Regions from separate parts of the Mus musculus genome. Here regions 2 and 3 are each linked to region 1. The links are chromatin contacts, called in public HiChIP or PLAC-seq maps. All regions are on one chromosome and are shown on one strand. The core of a region is the stretch at or near the end of the contact, and the rest is flanking DNA. Distances in the headings are between cores, read along the strand shown. Region 1 holds the start of Ednrb (endothelin receptor type B). Region 2 overlaps 4930432J09Rik (RIKEN cDNA 4930432J09 gene). Region 3 overlaps 4930432J09Rik (RIKEN cDNA 4930432J09 gene).

What was found. HiChIP or PLAC-seq counts read pairs in DNA pulled down with a chosen protein or histone mark.
Region 2: a contact with region 1 is called in an H3K4me3 HiChIP or PLAC-seq map of bone marrow-derived macrophages, with 7 times the contacts expected there. The contact joins the enhancer-like site here to the promoter of Ednrb in region 1. A contact is called at or near these places in 1 of 39 promoter capture datasets (macrophages), 5 of 484 Hi-C or Micro-C datasets (adipose-derived mesenchymal stem cells, bone marrow-derived macrophages, nephron progenitors and 2 more), 6 of 115 datasets of contacts at active chromatin or transcription factors (bone marrow-derived macrophages, cardiomyocytes, differentiating embryonic stem cells and 2 more) and 5 of 9 other capture datasets (adipose tissue, bone marrow-derived macrophages, liver and 2 more).
Region 3: a contact with region 1 is called in an H3K4me3 HiChIP or PLAC-seq map of bone marrow-derived macrophages, with 6 times the contacts expected there. The contact joins the enhancer-like site here to the promoter of Ednrb in region 1. A contact is called at or near these places in 1 of 39 promoter capture datasets (liver), 4 of 484 Hi-C or Micro-C datasets (bone marrow-derived macrophages, nephron progenitors and uterus), 2 of 115 datasets of contacts at active chromatin or transcription factors (bone marrow-derived macrophages and heart atrium) and 3 of 9 other capture datasets (adipose tissue, liver and macrophages).

What each region holds. Positions count from the first base shown.
Region 1 is chr14:103,841,561-103,846,294 of GRCm38.p6, forward strand. Ednrb (endothelin receptor type B) reads right to left here and starts at 2,916. Exons shown (of 8, transcript NM_001136061.2): 1 at 2,567-2,916; 2 at 1,434-1,977. The coding sequence starts at 1,916. All of the region lies in intron 1 of Gm35197 (a long non-coding RNA gene), which reads left to right.
Region 2 is chr14:104,000,037-104,004,770 of GRCm38.p6, forward strand. The region is part of intron 1 of 4930432J09Rik (RIKEN cDNA 4930432J09 gene); the gene reads right to left. Among named protein-coding and RNA genes, the nearest start is that of Gm41238, 4.8 kb to the right of the region's middle. Within about 2 kb of position 2,630, at least 1 of the 459 cell types and tissues checked has an H3K27ac peak or open chromatin away from gene starts, as enhancers often do. A contact at or near this core is called in bone marrow-derived macrophages, where this site is marked.
Region 3 is chr14:103,977,004-103,981,737 of GRCm38.p6, forward strand. It overlaps 4930432J09Rik (RIKEN cDNA 4930432J09 gene), which reads right to left. Exons shown (of 3, transcript NR_045953.1): 2 at 4,344-4,617; 3 at 625-3,266. Among named protein-coding and RNA genes, the nearest start is that of Gm41238, 28 kb to the right of the region's middle. Within about 2 kb of position 2,013, at least 9 of the 459 cell types and tissues checked have an H3K27ac peak or open chromatin away from gene starts, as enhancers often do. A contact at or near this core is called in adipose tissue and bone marrow-derived macrophages, where this site is marked.

The DNA.
Region 1 (4,734 bases), core at 1,666-4,165:
TTATACCTGTATGGTGTTTATGTGTGACTTTCTATTGATGGCAGTGGGAAGAAGTGCTACATAGTTGCACAACTCTAAACATTTTTGGACCTTTTATTCGGTCTGGTTTTTTAAAATATTTTATTTTATTTTATTTTTGGTTTTTCGAGACAGAGTTTCTTTGTGTAGTCTTGGCTGTGCTGGTACTCATTCTGTAGACCAGGCTGGCCTCGAACTCAGAAATCCACCTGTCTCTGCCTCCCAAGTGCTGGGATTAAAGGTGTGTGCCACCACTGCCCAGTCAGTCTGTTTTTATTAACATCACAAACACCCCCTAGGTGGGCACTAGAAGCTGCATCGGGAAATAGAAGAGAAGGAGACCCCCATGCCAGGATGCTGTACTGACTTCTAAAACCACCTGGAGTCAACAGCGTGGATGTACATGTCCTGCCTTGTCCTCTGAGCCGATTTCTTCTCTGAGCCTATTTCTTCTGATAGCTGTGCAAACCACCATATTGCTTACTACTGACAATTTTACTGACTTTATTACGGAGTTCTCCACTGTCCTGACCGTGTCTTATGCATTACCATGAAATATCAGAGATAATGTCGCAAAGCTTACATCTGGGAATCTGAGGTACTAGAGCCTGCTTTCTACCTTGAACTCATGGAGGGCCCTTGAACATCTTATTATACGTGTAAAATGGCAATAACTGCCAATGTGTGGGTTGCCACAATGGATAAAGGAAGTCATGCATCTAACCTGACACTTGGACCAGGACACTAATTCCATGAAGAGTATCCAAGGCCACTCGAATCAAGGAAATACATTTTTACTTACCATTCTAGGCCCCTTTAGCCTAAGCCAATTGTTTCCTAAAATCTTACTGACAGGCTTTCTGGGTCCTGAAAACCATGTTTTCCAAAGTTACCTTACCCATGAATCATCTGTACACCCAAGATGCAAACTCTGTTTGGGGCAGATTTGCACTCCTCACAAACTCCCAGACGATATTCATGATCCCACTTTGGGGACCATACTTTTAAGAGGTTGTGCCTAGAAAGACTGACTTCCAGGCTTGTGATTCCCAACTGTTAAATGTTGTCATAGTTACAAAGGATTTTTAAAATGTATCACTGCTGTCATCTTCACCAGAGCTTCTGATTCAGTGACCCTGGGTCAGGGAATCTGAATTCTTCTTTCCTAACAGATCTCCAATAGTAACAATGTCACTACCTGGAAAGCTACACTTGTCAGAGGCTAAGAAAACCCGCAGGAAAATCTCGTTCAAATTCAATTGTCACTATTGGCAGAGGAGCAGTCTCCTTGAGAAAGTGTCTAACCCCCCCCCCCCACCACCACCAATACTTTAAAGATTGCCACTTTACCACTCAGCTTACAACCCCACCTTTGGTTTCCAGATCCTCAGATCGTTCGTTATCAGGTACATTACCTTGTAGGTGTTAATGGGTATGTCTATGATGATGTGCAGTAGGTCTCCCAGAGCCAGACTGGCGATCAAGATATTGGGACCATTGCGCATGCACTTGTTCTTGTAGATGATTCTTAGCAGCGTGGAGTTCCCGATGATGCCTAGCACGAACACGAGGCACGACACAATCGTGTTGATGTATTTAAAAGTCTTGCTGATCTCAATATTTCGTTGGCACGGAGGAGGGAAGGATCTTGGCGGGACTCCAGCCCCCCTCCCTCCTTTGGTCACCTCCGCAGGTGCGGAGGAACGCATCAGACTGGAGTTGGAACCTCTGGTCCAGGAGGTCTTAGTGGGTGGCGTCATTACCTCTTTAGTCCCGAGAAGTGACAGCGTGGCTTGGGCAGGTGGGAATCCTCTTTTCTCTCCCCATACCCCCAAGAAGCCACAGGCCAGCAGCAGCGCCACCAAGGCGCGTCCGCACCGGCTTGCGGGCGATTGCATGTTACAGCTTGCTCCTGTGAGAGTCTGGTAGCCGCTCTGCTGTTTTCAGTCTGGAGACCAACTGGGGAGTGAAGACAGGACACTTAAGTCAGCTACCCCAGCCAAGCCTCTGAAAACACACTAGCCCGGTTGCCTCTACCCGCGCCTTAACAGTAAGTTAAGTTTGCGCGCCAGTGGGGAACTTGGGCGCACGCCACCCGCTGGTCTGCATTCAGTCTCCTCCCGGACCCTGCTCGCAGAGTTTTAATCCCCAGCCCTGCCGTAGACCAGTCGGTGGGGAGGAGCATTCGGGCAGGGGGTGTTCCAGACTGGGGAGGGTGCGTGTCCCAATGAAAGAACACTCGTATGTGCCGGGAAGAAGCAAGCCCAATTTTAGCTAAGCTTGGGGACCCGGAGTGAAGGCACCTAGCGGCCAAGGGCATACGTCAATGCACTCAGCCAAGAACCGAGAGAATAACAGATCAGCACCAACTTCTGTGCTGTCCCAGTGACTTCAAACACTCGCCTTACAACCCAATCTCGGTTTAAATCGCTGTCGTGTGTAAGTTTTACTAATTAAAAAACCCCCGAACCACTAAGCAAAGCGGAAGCCCCAAAGCACGGTTCAGCCACAGATGTTAATTCAAAGCTAAACCAGGATGGTTCGTTACCTCGTGCGGATTGGAAGCACCAGGAGCAGCGCCACGAGCAGGGAACCTCCTTCCCAGGTTGTCAACTGCCCTAGGGAGCTTGCGGCTCTCAGCAGGCGTCCAGCTGCTCCTAAACAGGCCTCTCGCAACTGAATGCAGCTCTGGCTCTGACAAAAGACCGAGAGAATGCCAGGCAGCGGATCCTCAGCAGCTTGAGCGGGGTCTTTGCTGTCCCCAGACAAGTACTTTTATTCATTCGGTCCCTTCCCAGCATCAATCAACGCCAGACTCCTCCCGCGTTTTCTGAGCGACCTTGCCACAACCTTTTCCCTTGGGCGACGCCTGGACAGTATCAGCCCCAGCTGACCGCTGGGAGGGGCAGTCCTAGTTCAGAGTTGTGTCTCACATAAAGCTGTTTATTTCTTACTCAACGAAGAAACTAACATATCCCATGACAACCTGGGATCTGGAACCTAGGAGAGAAGGTTCTGTATCAACCTGGACTTTGAATACTCCGACTGTTCACACAAATGTCCTGTAGTGATTCCCGAAATCTGCTTGGTTTGGGGAAGTTGTCTTTCGTTTGTTCTTGTTTTTTGATTTTGTTTTGTTTTGTTTTGTTTTGCCCTTAAGTTTTAAGCCAGCATGCAGGGCGGGACGCTTTCTTCTTCGGCAGAGGGACTGCCCACCCAAAGGACCAAAAGGCCCTGTAGATCTCTCTCTGTGCCCTGTAGATCCCTCTTCCTGTGTACTGAGGTGCCATTACTAGGGGTCTTTCTACTGTTGCCTAAAGGGACCTGAGGCAGAAGACAGGAAAATACTCAGGAAGCCTATTTACAAATTCAACCTGACGCTTATTTTACCAGACAGAGCAAGGAAATGAACTCTCCCTGTCATTCTTGGCTTCTGTCTTTATGGTAGAGAAGGGAATGCTAGGGATCTTCCGTTGCGCAGAGTGGTGGGTGAGGTGCATTATTCTGCTATCAGCAAGATCCTGCTGTGCCTGCAGAGGAGGTCATCCTCTAGACCCCCTTTGTCTCCCAGCTAGTTCATTGTACAACTAGGATTTGCATCTTAGATGGGCAACGCCTATCAAATGTTTCCCATGAAGCTGGAAGCAGAACGTGCGCGTGTATGTTAAAAGGTGAACTTTAAATGTGGACTGTAGTTAAGTCTAAGGGATGGGAACTATGGCCTGGGCATGAGCACCAATTCCAAATCAGGTTGTTTTGAAGACAATGTTTATCCTCCTGCCTCAGTGAAGACAAGGTCAGCATGGAACTGCTTCACGTGGACTTTCGTGCCAACATACAGTGTTGTGCAATAAGGAATTCTTTGTGTGCTTCAGTAAGGATGTGCCTGCTCCAAGGGCAGTTTTGAACCTGTCCCTTTGACACAAGTCACTTTCACTCAGGCTTTCTTCTCTACCTCTCTCTTTCTCATCATCTCTATTAGTGTGTCTTCCATGCAATGGGAATGTCCCTGCTAATTCCTGCTGAGATGTGCCTCTGCCCTGTTTTTTAGAGCACTTGTAGACTACTAACGCTAATTTTGTACTTGACTATCGTTCTAGCTGCTTTACATGTCAATTTGCCTCAACCTGAAATTACTTTGCGGGGAGATCCTAAAGAAGACCCTGCTTGAGGGGCTGGCAAGATGGCTCAGAGGTTAAGAACACTGGCTGATCTTCCAGAGGTCTTGAGTTCAATTCCCAGCAACCACATGGTGGCTCACAACCATTTGTAATGAGATCTGATACCTTCTGGTGTGTCTAAAGACATCTACAGTGTACTCATAAATAAAAAAAAGTCCCTGCCTGAGACATTGTCTGGGTGAGGTTGGCCCATGGACTTGTTTGTGGAGGTAGGGGGAGGGGGGAATCACCTTAATGTTTATTAAGGTAGGAAGACCCACTGAGCATGAGGGGACATCTGTTTCCTGGGCTGGACTCTGAACTGTACAGAATGAAGAAGGCTGGTCAGGCATAAGCAGCGAGCACCCTGCACATGGATTGACGTTGCTCTGCCATATGTGGATGAGATGTGGTGAGCTGCCTGAGATCATGCCTTGACTTGCCCTCAGTGATGAAAGTCAAATCACCCTTTCCTTCCCGAGGAGGCTGCTTACAGTCAGGGTGTTTTATCACCGCAAAAGAAGTGAAGGTAGAATAACCTATAGAGGTTAGTGTG
Region 2 (4,734 bases), core at 1,380-3,879, 160 kb after region 1:
TATTCTAAGTTTCTAGGCTAATATCCACTTATAAGTGAGTACATATTGTGTGAGTTCTTTTGTGATTGGGTTACCTCACTCAGGATGATGCCCTCCAGGTCCATCCATTTGCCTAGGAATTTCATAAATTCATTCTTTTTAATAGCTGAGTAGTACTCCATTGTGTAAATGTACCACATTTTCTGTATCCATTCCTCTGTTGAGGGGCATCTGGGTTATTTCTAGCTTCTGGCTATTATAAATAAGGCTTCTATGAACATAGTGGAGCATGTGTCCTTCTTACCGGTTGGGACATCTTCTGGATATATGCCCAGGAGAGGTGTTGTTGGATCCTCCGGTAGTACTATGTCCAATTTTCTGAGGAACCACCAGACTGATTTTCAGAGTGGTTGTACAAGCTTGCAATCCCACCAACAATGGAGGAGTGTTTCTCTTTCTCCACATCCTTGCCAGCATCTGCTGTCACCTGAATTTTTGATCTTAGACATTCTGACTAGTGTAAGGTGGAATCTCAGGGTTGTTTTGATTTGCATTTCCCTGGGTTCTCAGAACATGTTAATACATACATACATACATACATACATACACACATACATACATACACACACAAATACATGTATATGTGTATATATATATACACATACACACATATATCCTACATATATCCTACATATATCCTACATATATCCTACAGCTATTGGATACTTGGAGGACATTTTGTTTGTATGATGAAAAATATTCTTCCGAAGTTCCAATTAATTTTATCAAGAAAAGACTATGATATAGGTACAGAATAAAAAAAAGCTATGGTTTTCAAGTAGATGAAAGTTACTCTCACATATATGTGTCTATCTTTGCATCAGAGTATTAAAGGAAGGCATTTTGCAGTTTAATGACTTTACTCTTAATTGAACTTTAACACACACACACACACACACACACACACATTTGTGTTTAACTTACAGAGTAATGGTTTTCCATGCAAAGTTTTCATATATATTTTCCCCAACCTACCTTCTCTCAGTACCCTGTTCTCCAGCTGTACCCTCCCTCCCATTGATTATTGTCCTTCCCCTAAAGTCAGCACCACCACCACCTCCTCCATCACCACACAGAGCCCTTTCTAGTATCTTGAACAATATCTATGTTCCTCCCATTTGGGTACACATTTTTAAAAGCCAGAGGCTAGGATCTAGATATGAAATAAAACATTTAGGAAATTCACCTTTCAGAGCCTGCATTACTTTACTTTACATAATGTTTTCCAGATCCATCCATTTTTTTCCTGCAAATTTCACTTCTCTTTACAGCTGAAAAAATTCCATTGTACACATGGACTATGTCTTCATGACCCATTCATCTGCTCATGGATATCCAGATGGATTCCATTTCTTTGCAATGGAAAAGGATGAGAAACAAATATGGATGCACAACTATCTCTATAGCAGAACTTGAATACCTTTTCATATAGCTTAGGTATAGCTTGGTCTTTACTAAAATCCTAATAGTTACTAAAATTACTAAATTTAGTTTCTCAAGAAACCTCCACACTAATTTCTGTATTAGCTGTACTATACTTTTGTGAACATATCAACTCATACCTGCTGTGACTGCATGCACAAAATATGTTATAAGATCAGGTGAGCAAAATCCTAGCATAGATCATAGAAAGCTTCATGAAGCCCTTTTCTACGCTGTGAAGCCATTGATGACTGCTTGAAGAGTCAGTTTTCCTTAGGGAATACAACTTCTGAGAGGCTACACTGCCTCTAGTGCATCACCCTATGTCCACTCATATACAGGCAGAACTAAATGGATTCCATGGGATAAAAAAAAAAAAAAATCCATGGAGTTTGGAGGAAATAATGCTGGAAAAATAAGGGAGGGATTAGAGACTGAGGAATGGAGCTAGATTTGATCAAAATGCATGTATAAAATGTTCAAATAATAAAAAAGCAAAAGATTATATAACTCTGTTCAAAATAGTTTTAGGTTTTCAATTCTGGAATGCATAGAATACAACAAACAAAACAAAACAAAACAAGCAAGCAAGCAAGCAAGCAAACAAACAAACAAACAAAAAACCCAGGGTCTCACTATGTAGATAAGGCTAGTCTCTAACACAATGATCTATTTGTCAGCCTGCCTCTGCCTCTGCCTCTGCCTCTGCCTCTGCCTCTGCCTCTGCCTCCTCTGCCTCCTCTGCCTCCTCTGCCTCCTCTGCCTCCTCTGCCTCCTCTGCCTCCTCTGCCTCCTCTGCCTCCTCTGCTTCCTCTGTCTCCTCTGCCTCCTCTGCCTCCTCTGTCTCCTCTGCCACCTCTGCCTCTGCCACCTCTGCCTCTGCCTCCTCTGTCACCTCTGCCTCTGCCTCTGCCTCAGCCTCCCAAGTTCTAGGATTAAAGACATGTGCCACTATGCTCAACAAAACTGGGTATTTTCATTAATATGCATATATAACAAATATATATTTAACTTTAAGTGTAATTTTAAAATTAATGCAGAGGCATGAAAGTTTGAAGTATGTATATTTTAGTAAGCTAGTTTTAGTTGGACATCTTCCAGCTGATTAGAGAGGGTTGTCATCCCAAAGAGGAAGTCATTAGTAGTTCACATGATGAAGTGCATTCTTCATGTTCAGTGTGTGGAAGAAATCTTGCTGGTAAATAAATCCACAAAGCTTGAACTTACGGAACTTGTATTATTGATTGTGAAATAATTTTCTTCAATAGGAAACAACTATCCCAGCAAAACTTCATTTAAATACAAGTTTGGAAAAAGTTTTCATAGAACAAAGAGTCAAAATATATTAATGCTTTATTTGTTTAATAGTACATTTTAAAATGTGTCAAGACATTTCAATGAATAGGACAATGGAAAGAAGATGCAATTATCCTAATCCTTACATTAAGTATAATTGGATAGGAATCATATACAGGTGATGAGAGGATTTGGAGCTGTAGAGAAGAGAGACTGGAGGGTATACGTGTTCTAGGAACGCACCAAACCAAGGAGCTGCTCACTAATGAGTTCCCAAGTGTCTTAGTTACTTTTTTATTACTGTGAAGAAATGCCATGATTTAGAAAGCATTTGATGTAGTGGATCATAATTCTAGAGGTTAGTAAAGCCTATGGTGGGGAGCATGGTATCAGACAAAGAGGCAGGCATGGCCTGGAGCAGCAGCTGAGGGTTTATATCCCATGCACAAGGAGCAGGAAGGGAGAAAAAGGCAGACAGACGGACAGACAAACAGACAGATAGGGCCTGTCTTGGGATTTGAAACATCAAAGCTCAACCCTAGTGACACACCTTCTCCAACAAGATCACATCCTTCCCCTGATAGTGCTACTAACTCAAGAGCAAGCATACATTCCAGAGATGGCGGTGAACAATGCAGTCCCCAAAAGCATGGTTCCTCCTAAAATTGTGTGCAGTGACATGGCAGTGACATGCAGTGACATGGCGTAGAAATGGAGAGCAGACTGGTGGTTTCAAATGGCCACTTAGAACATGGAGAGGGAGAGAGTGTGACTATTAACATATGGGTAATATTCCTGTCAATCTGATTATACTAAATGGTGCTCAGCAAATAAACTGTCATTCCTTAGTTTCTCTATGAAGGTATTTGTGGAATATATCAGCATTTGAATTAGTAATTAAAGAAAGAAAAATTGCTGTTGCCCATTTGTCTGGTCACCATCTAGTTCTGACATAGCTTCAAATAATAAGGAATATAAAAGAAGGCAGGGCTCCCTGTATCTCTCTATCTCTCTGTCTCTGTCTCTCTGTCTCTGTCTCTCTCTGTCTCTCTCTGTCTCTGTCTCTCTCTGTCTCTCTGTCTCTGTCTCTGTCTCTGTCTCTCTCTCTCCTTCATCTGAAGCATTCATCTTCTCTGGCTCTGCACCATCACAAAGTAAGGCTCTCTGGTCTCAGACTCCAGAACCTACACCATTGGTTTGTTGGCTCTCATGTTTTTGCCTCAGACTGGTTGCTGCTTTCCTGGTTTTCCACCTTGAGAAAAAAGCACATTGCAGGACATCTAGGCCCCCATATTCTAATACATAGTTACATATATGACTATGCACTGATATTAGAATTTATAAATGTAATTGAAAATTGGTGGCATGAAGTTTTTTTTTTTTCAGGAATAGGAGCATATATCAAAGTTTCTAGCAGAAACACAAGAAAGTCATTTTCTTTTATTACATCTTTTATTTTACATCACGACTCTTTAACTTATGAACGGTTTGAACCTCTAATACCTCGTGTTCGCTTGTTTACTTGAAGTGCGTGAGGAAAAAACAGATATGAAGGTCTTAAAAACTAGAGAGACTGACTACGACATTACTGTTGTGTTACAAAACTTTCTGGTGAGATGCAGCATGTGTCTACTCACAGGGAGCCCACAACACAACAAAATACAGGTAACACCAAAGTCCAACACCATTCAGTCAAAGTGTTAAGGATAGTTCAAATTCTAAGTCTCAGTTACTCATTTCCCCACTATCATGAGCACCTTCTTCTTGACCTTGTCTATAAAGGAAGCACAATAGCTCATTAAAAAAGGATGATTTGACATCTGTGTGTACATACATGGTTAGAGTGCATTTAATGTTTCTAAGCACTTTAGCACATAGTAGGCTGAATTCAATAAAATGGGAATTTGAAATTTATGGAAACACGTTCACTCCATCTGAAGCAGAGAGAGGATCCATATATAAGAGAAGCTAGTAGAC
Region 3 (4,734 bases), core at 763-3,262, 130 kb after region 1:
ATGGTTACTTTCTTCTAGGTTTCTTAGAAACTATTTTATTTTAAAATGGGGATGAAAAACCACACGAAGGGCAGTGTGACCACATAGTAATAGAACTTTGACCCCCAAACTGGACAAGAACCGTCCCAGGGAAGCAGAGCCTCCTTTGGGTCTCACTCAATAACCATCAGCTTCCTTAACTTTTGCCTGTGCCTTTCTTTCTTTTTCTTTTTTAATTTGAATTATTCTATCATTATAAAGCTCTGCCTAGAGGTATATATTTTTTTGATTGCTATTTTGCCTGCATGTATGTGTGAATCTATTGGAAACCCTGGAACTGAAGTTACAGTTGTCAGCCACCATGTAGATGCTGGGAATTGAACCCAGGTCCTCTGAAAGAGCAAGCATTCAGTGTCCTTAAGCCCCGAGCCAGCTCTCCAGCTTTGCTTGTGCTTCTAACTCACGATAGAACTCCTGGAAGCAAATGTGCTCCTCAAACTGATCCTAGCTCTGCTTCCAACGGACTCACTTCTGCATCCCCTTTCCAAAAGCTCGCAGTCAGGATTTGCATCTACAAATCTTTTTTATCACCATAAGTCTTTTGTTTGTTTGTTTGTTGCTTTTTTTTTTTTTTTTTTTTTTTTTGCTCTGAGTTACTGAGAAATGCTGTTGATAGTGGCTAATTACCACACTGTATCAGCTCCTCAAAAAATAAACTCTACTTTCTTTTGAGTAATCTTTAGTTGTTTCCATACACGTATGATACAGAAACCTTAACAATACCCCCCAACATACATGTCTCTCATTTCAGTTACAAAACACTCAGGCTCAACATAAAGAGAAAAGGTTTACTTGAAACAATATCTTCTGTTTGGCGTCTGGCTGGCTTGGCTGAGGTCACAGGGGCTGGTACCCTGAAGATCTAGCTACTTCCTAGGAGATTTGTGGGGCCCAGTCCCTTGTGTAAATTTCCTCTACCCTGGCCCTTCCCTAATGAACTGAGGGAACACCCATCCTAAGATAAGGCAAGTAAATAGTCCATTGTTTGCTCCAAATGTGAAGTATCTTAAGAGCTTTCATACGGCCTCTTATCTCCTTAATTTTTTTGAGATGGGTCCTAGGCTTCAAGGGAGGGCAATGTGCTAACCAAAGGGGTCAACACTGACAAGCAGGACAGACTTTATTGGAGGGCAGGGGAAGGCAATCTCCAAAGGCTAAATGTAGGCCAGAAAGCTTTTAAGGACTGTGAAAATATTCCCAGATTTCTAGCTCCAACACTGTCAATTAAAAGAAAGTTTTCTGTTTCTTAAAGGGCTATATAATTTCTAAAGGAAAATGAGATAAAAGGGCTGTGGCAGGCTGCAGCTCTCTGTCTAACTGCAGCGTGGCTAGTGGTTATACGAAGAGCATTTGACATCTTTGCAAGGCCTCCGACCATCCTAGGGCCAAAGAACATTTGGAAAGTTCACACCGGCAGTATTTCCTCAGAAAACCCAGGCAGGGTAAGCCAGCCTCAAAGGCCAGCAGCAACTGATCCCTCCTTGCTAAAATGCTTTGTTTGCCTCTCATTAACAAAATAGAAAAGTTTGTTAGTCCTTTTTGGAACTTGTAAGACATGGGCCTCATGAAGTTATGTAATGCTCTGGGTCTTTGTGGTTTTACTGGGGTCCTTTTGTCTTCTAACTATGTTTTAATGTTAACATTAGATCCACTCTATCTACAGATTCTATTTTAAGGATGTTTAATCATTTGAATTTGGATAAATGCAATCTTTCTTACTCTATTAGCTATTAATTTTGCCTAACAGATACTGAAAATGGACACTAAGGTATTTATAACATGCTCAGTGAGAAATAATATTTTCACATTGAATAGGAATAAGAACATGACTGCTCTAAGGAGAAGGGGGAGGAAGAAAGGAGGAAGAAGAGGAGAAAGAGGAAGAAAGTAAAGTTACGGAGCTTAGAGGAAGGAAAGTTGTTATCTTGGGTGTACCCTTGAAACTTCTAGGTCCATGGTTCCTGGTTTGGGGAAGTGGAAGAGTCCCAAAACCAAGGGAAGAGGAAGAAAGCCCACTTTCAGGAATAGGGAGGGGCAGAGAGAAACTTCGTCTGTTGATTGACAGGAGTACTTGTCTTCAGTCCATTTGACCTGTGACAGCTGTATCCAAGTCTGAAACTTACAAGAATTTTTAAAGTTTACAAATTACCACTGTTATCTGTACTGAAGAGTGCATTGTAGAAGAGTCAGTAGACTCACACTTTTGAATCGTAGGAAAAGTGTGGGAACCCAAAGCTACGATTCTAGGTTAAATGCATTAACACTTTGTATCCAGAGAACTGGAAGTATAGTTGAACAAGACAATTTTTAGCATGAGTGAGAAGCACTTTTAAGTCTATATTTAGAAAACAACCAAAGGAAATTTAAAAATTTGCACTTGTGACTGATATGCCAATGTTATGGCAGACTTGGATTAATAGTTATCAGAACTGCACTGATTAATGTTAAAGCTCTGAACTCTTGCAGTCTTAATTCAACAATAGCACAGAGAGCAGGGGTGGGGTGGGCCACAGTCTGAAACACTTCCCATTGTTTTACACAGCCTAATTCAATTTCTTAGACCTTTACAGCTCACATTTACACATTTTTCTTTACTATTATTACTTTTTAATCTTTTTTTAATAGTCCAGTCTTTATTCCCCCTCCCAGACCACCCTCTGATAGTAGCTCATCACATTTCTCCTGACCCTATCTCCTGCCCCATTTCCAAGAGGATGTCCCCACTCACACCCCCACTCCCATTCCTCACTACACCAGACCTCCCCATTCCCTAAGGCCTCAAGTCTCTCCAGGGTTAGGTGTATCTTCTCTCACTGAGAGGACCAGGCAGTTTTCTGCTGTCTATATGGTGGGGGCCTCATATCAGCTGGTGTATGCTGCCTCATTGGTGGCTCAGTATCTGAGAAACCTTAGGGGTCTGGGTTAGTTGAGACTGCTGGTCTTCCTATGGGTTCACCCTCTTCCTTGACTTCTTCCAGCTTTCCCCAATTCAACAACAGGGGATCCCAGCTTCTGTCCATTGGTTGGGTGTAAGTATCTGCATCTGTCTCAGTCAGCTGCTTGCTGGGACTCTTAGGAGGCCGCCATGTTAGGCTCCTGTCTGTAAGCACACCACAGCCTCAGTAACAGTGTCAAGTCTTGGAGCCTCCTCTTGAGATGGATCCCAATTTGAACCTGCCACTGGATCTCCTTTCTTCAGGCTCTTCTCCATTTTTGTCCCTGTAGGTCTTTTAGATAGGAACAATTCTGGGTTAGTTTTTTTACTGTGGAATGGCAACCCCATCCCTCCACTTGATGCCCTGTCTTTCTGCTGGAGGTGGACTCTCCCCAGTGTTGGGAACTTCTTCTAAGGTTCCTCCCTCTGAGTCCTCTCACCTCCAGGTCTCTGGTATATTCTAGAGCCCCACCCGCACCCCCAACACACACACACACACACACACACACACACACACACACACACACACACACTTCCTACCTCCCTAAGTTGCCTGTTTCCATCCTTTCTACTGGTCCTCAGGGATTCAGTCCTGTGCACCCCCCCCCCATTAAATATTCTTTAATCTTTTTTTATAGCCCAGTCGTTGTCCACCCTTCAACAGTTCCTCCTCATCCTGATCATGTCCCCCTTCCCCCTCAAATTTACACTTAAAACACTTTCCTGGCCTCTCACAACTTAAACTCTGAAAAAAATTTCATCCAATTCATCCAGCCATTCAGGAGACACAAATGGTTGCTTGAGAGTAGCCATTGCTAAGCAAGTTTCTTTAAATAAAGGAATAGTAAAAAAAATTACACTGAAACCTGTTTTCTCTCTCTCTCTCTCTCTCTCTCTCTCTCTCTCTCTCTCTCTGTGTGTGTGTGTGTGTGTGTGTATGTGTGTGTGTGTGTGTGTGTGTGCAAGCCAGGTAAACTGTCTGTGTCTGCCTTTCTCAGCAGGAAACACAGTAGCTCTAGAAAAGTGAGGTCTGGTTTTACATATAAAATGAACTGATCAGATAGTTGCAGCCTTGCCAGGGATGGGGAGTGGGAGTGGAGGTGGTGTGGGAGGGGATGCCTGTTGTTGTTAACATAAAGCTACAGTTAGCTGTTGCTGTTGATATCCAGAGCTCAACTCTAGCAGAAAGTAGAATCCAAATGTCGTGTGTATCAATTAAAATGTCAGAGACTTACTGCTACCTGCACAGTTTCCCTAGGGTCCCCTGGTCTTGATGACTTCGTTGGGGGCAGATTTCAATCTTCGTCCACCAGGCCCAGAAGACCCAAGAGACTTTCCTGTGAAGGAGAAACTTGGGGGTCTGGCCTACCTTGTTTAGGCAAAGTAGGTCAATCAACTCTCCAGTGTCCTGCTTGTCCACTGCTTGGGCAGGGTCCTGTCAGTGGGTGAGGCATGGGACAGTCTTGTCCAGTGGTTAGCGTTACCACAGTCCCAGTAGAATCATCTGTACTCCATCATCTGTTGTCTTCTTGCACTGAGGGTGGTCTAGGAGCTGGCATCCCTGTCTTTCACAGAAAGCCTTTTCTATTTAACACTTCAAGTGCCATATTTAGCCGATCTCTGAAGAGTGTAATGACCATTATCTATTAAGTATACATGGTATTAAAAAGAAATGTTACTTATTAGTCATTTGCTTTAGACTTAACCTTGAAAACATACACAGGGGGCTAAATAAAGCTTGTCACTGAATGAATTACATT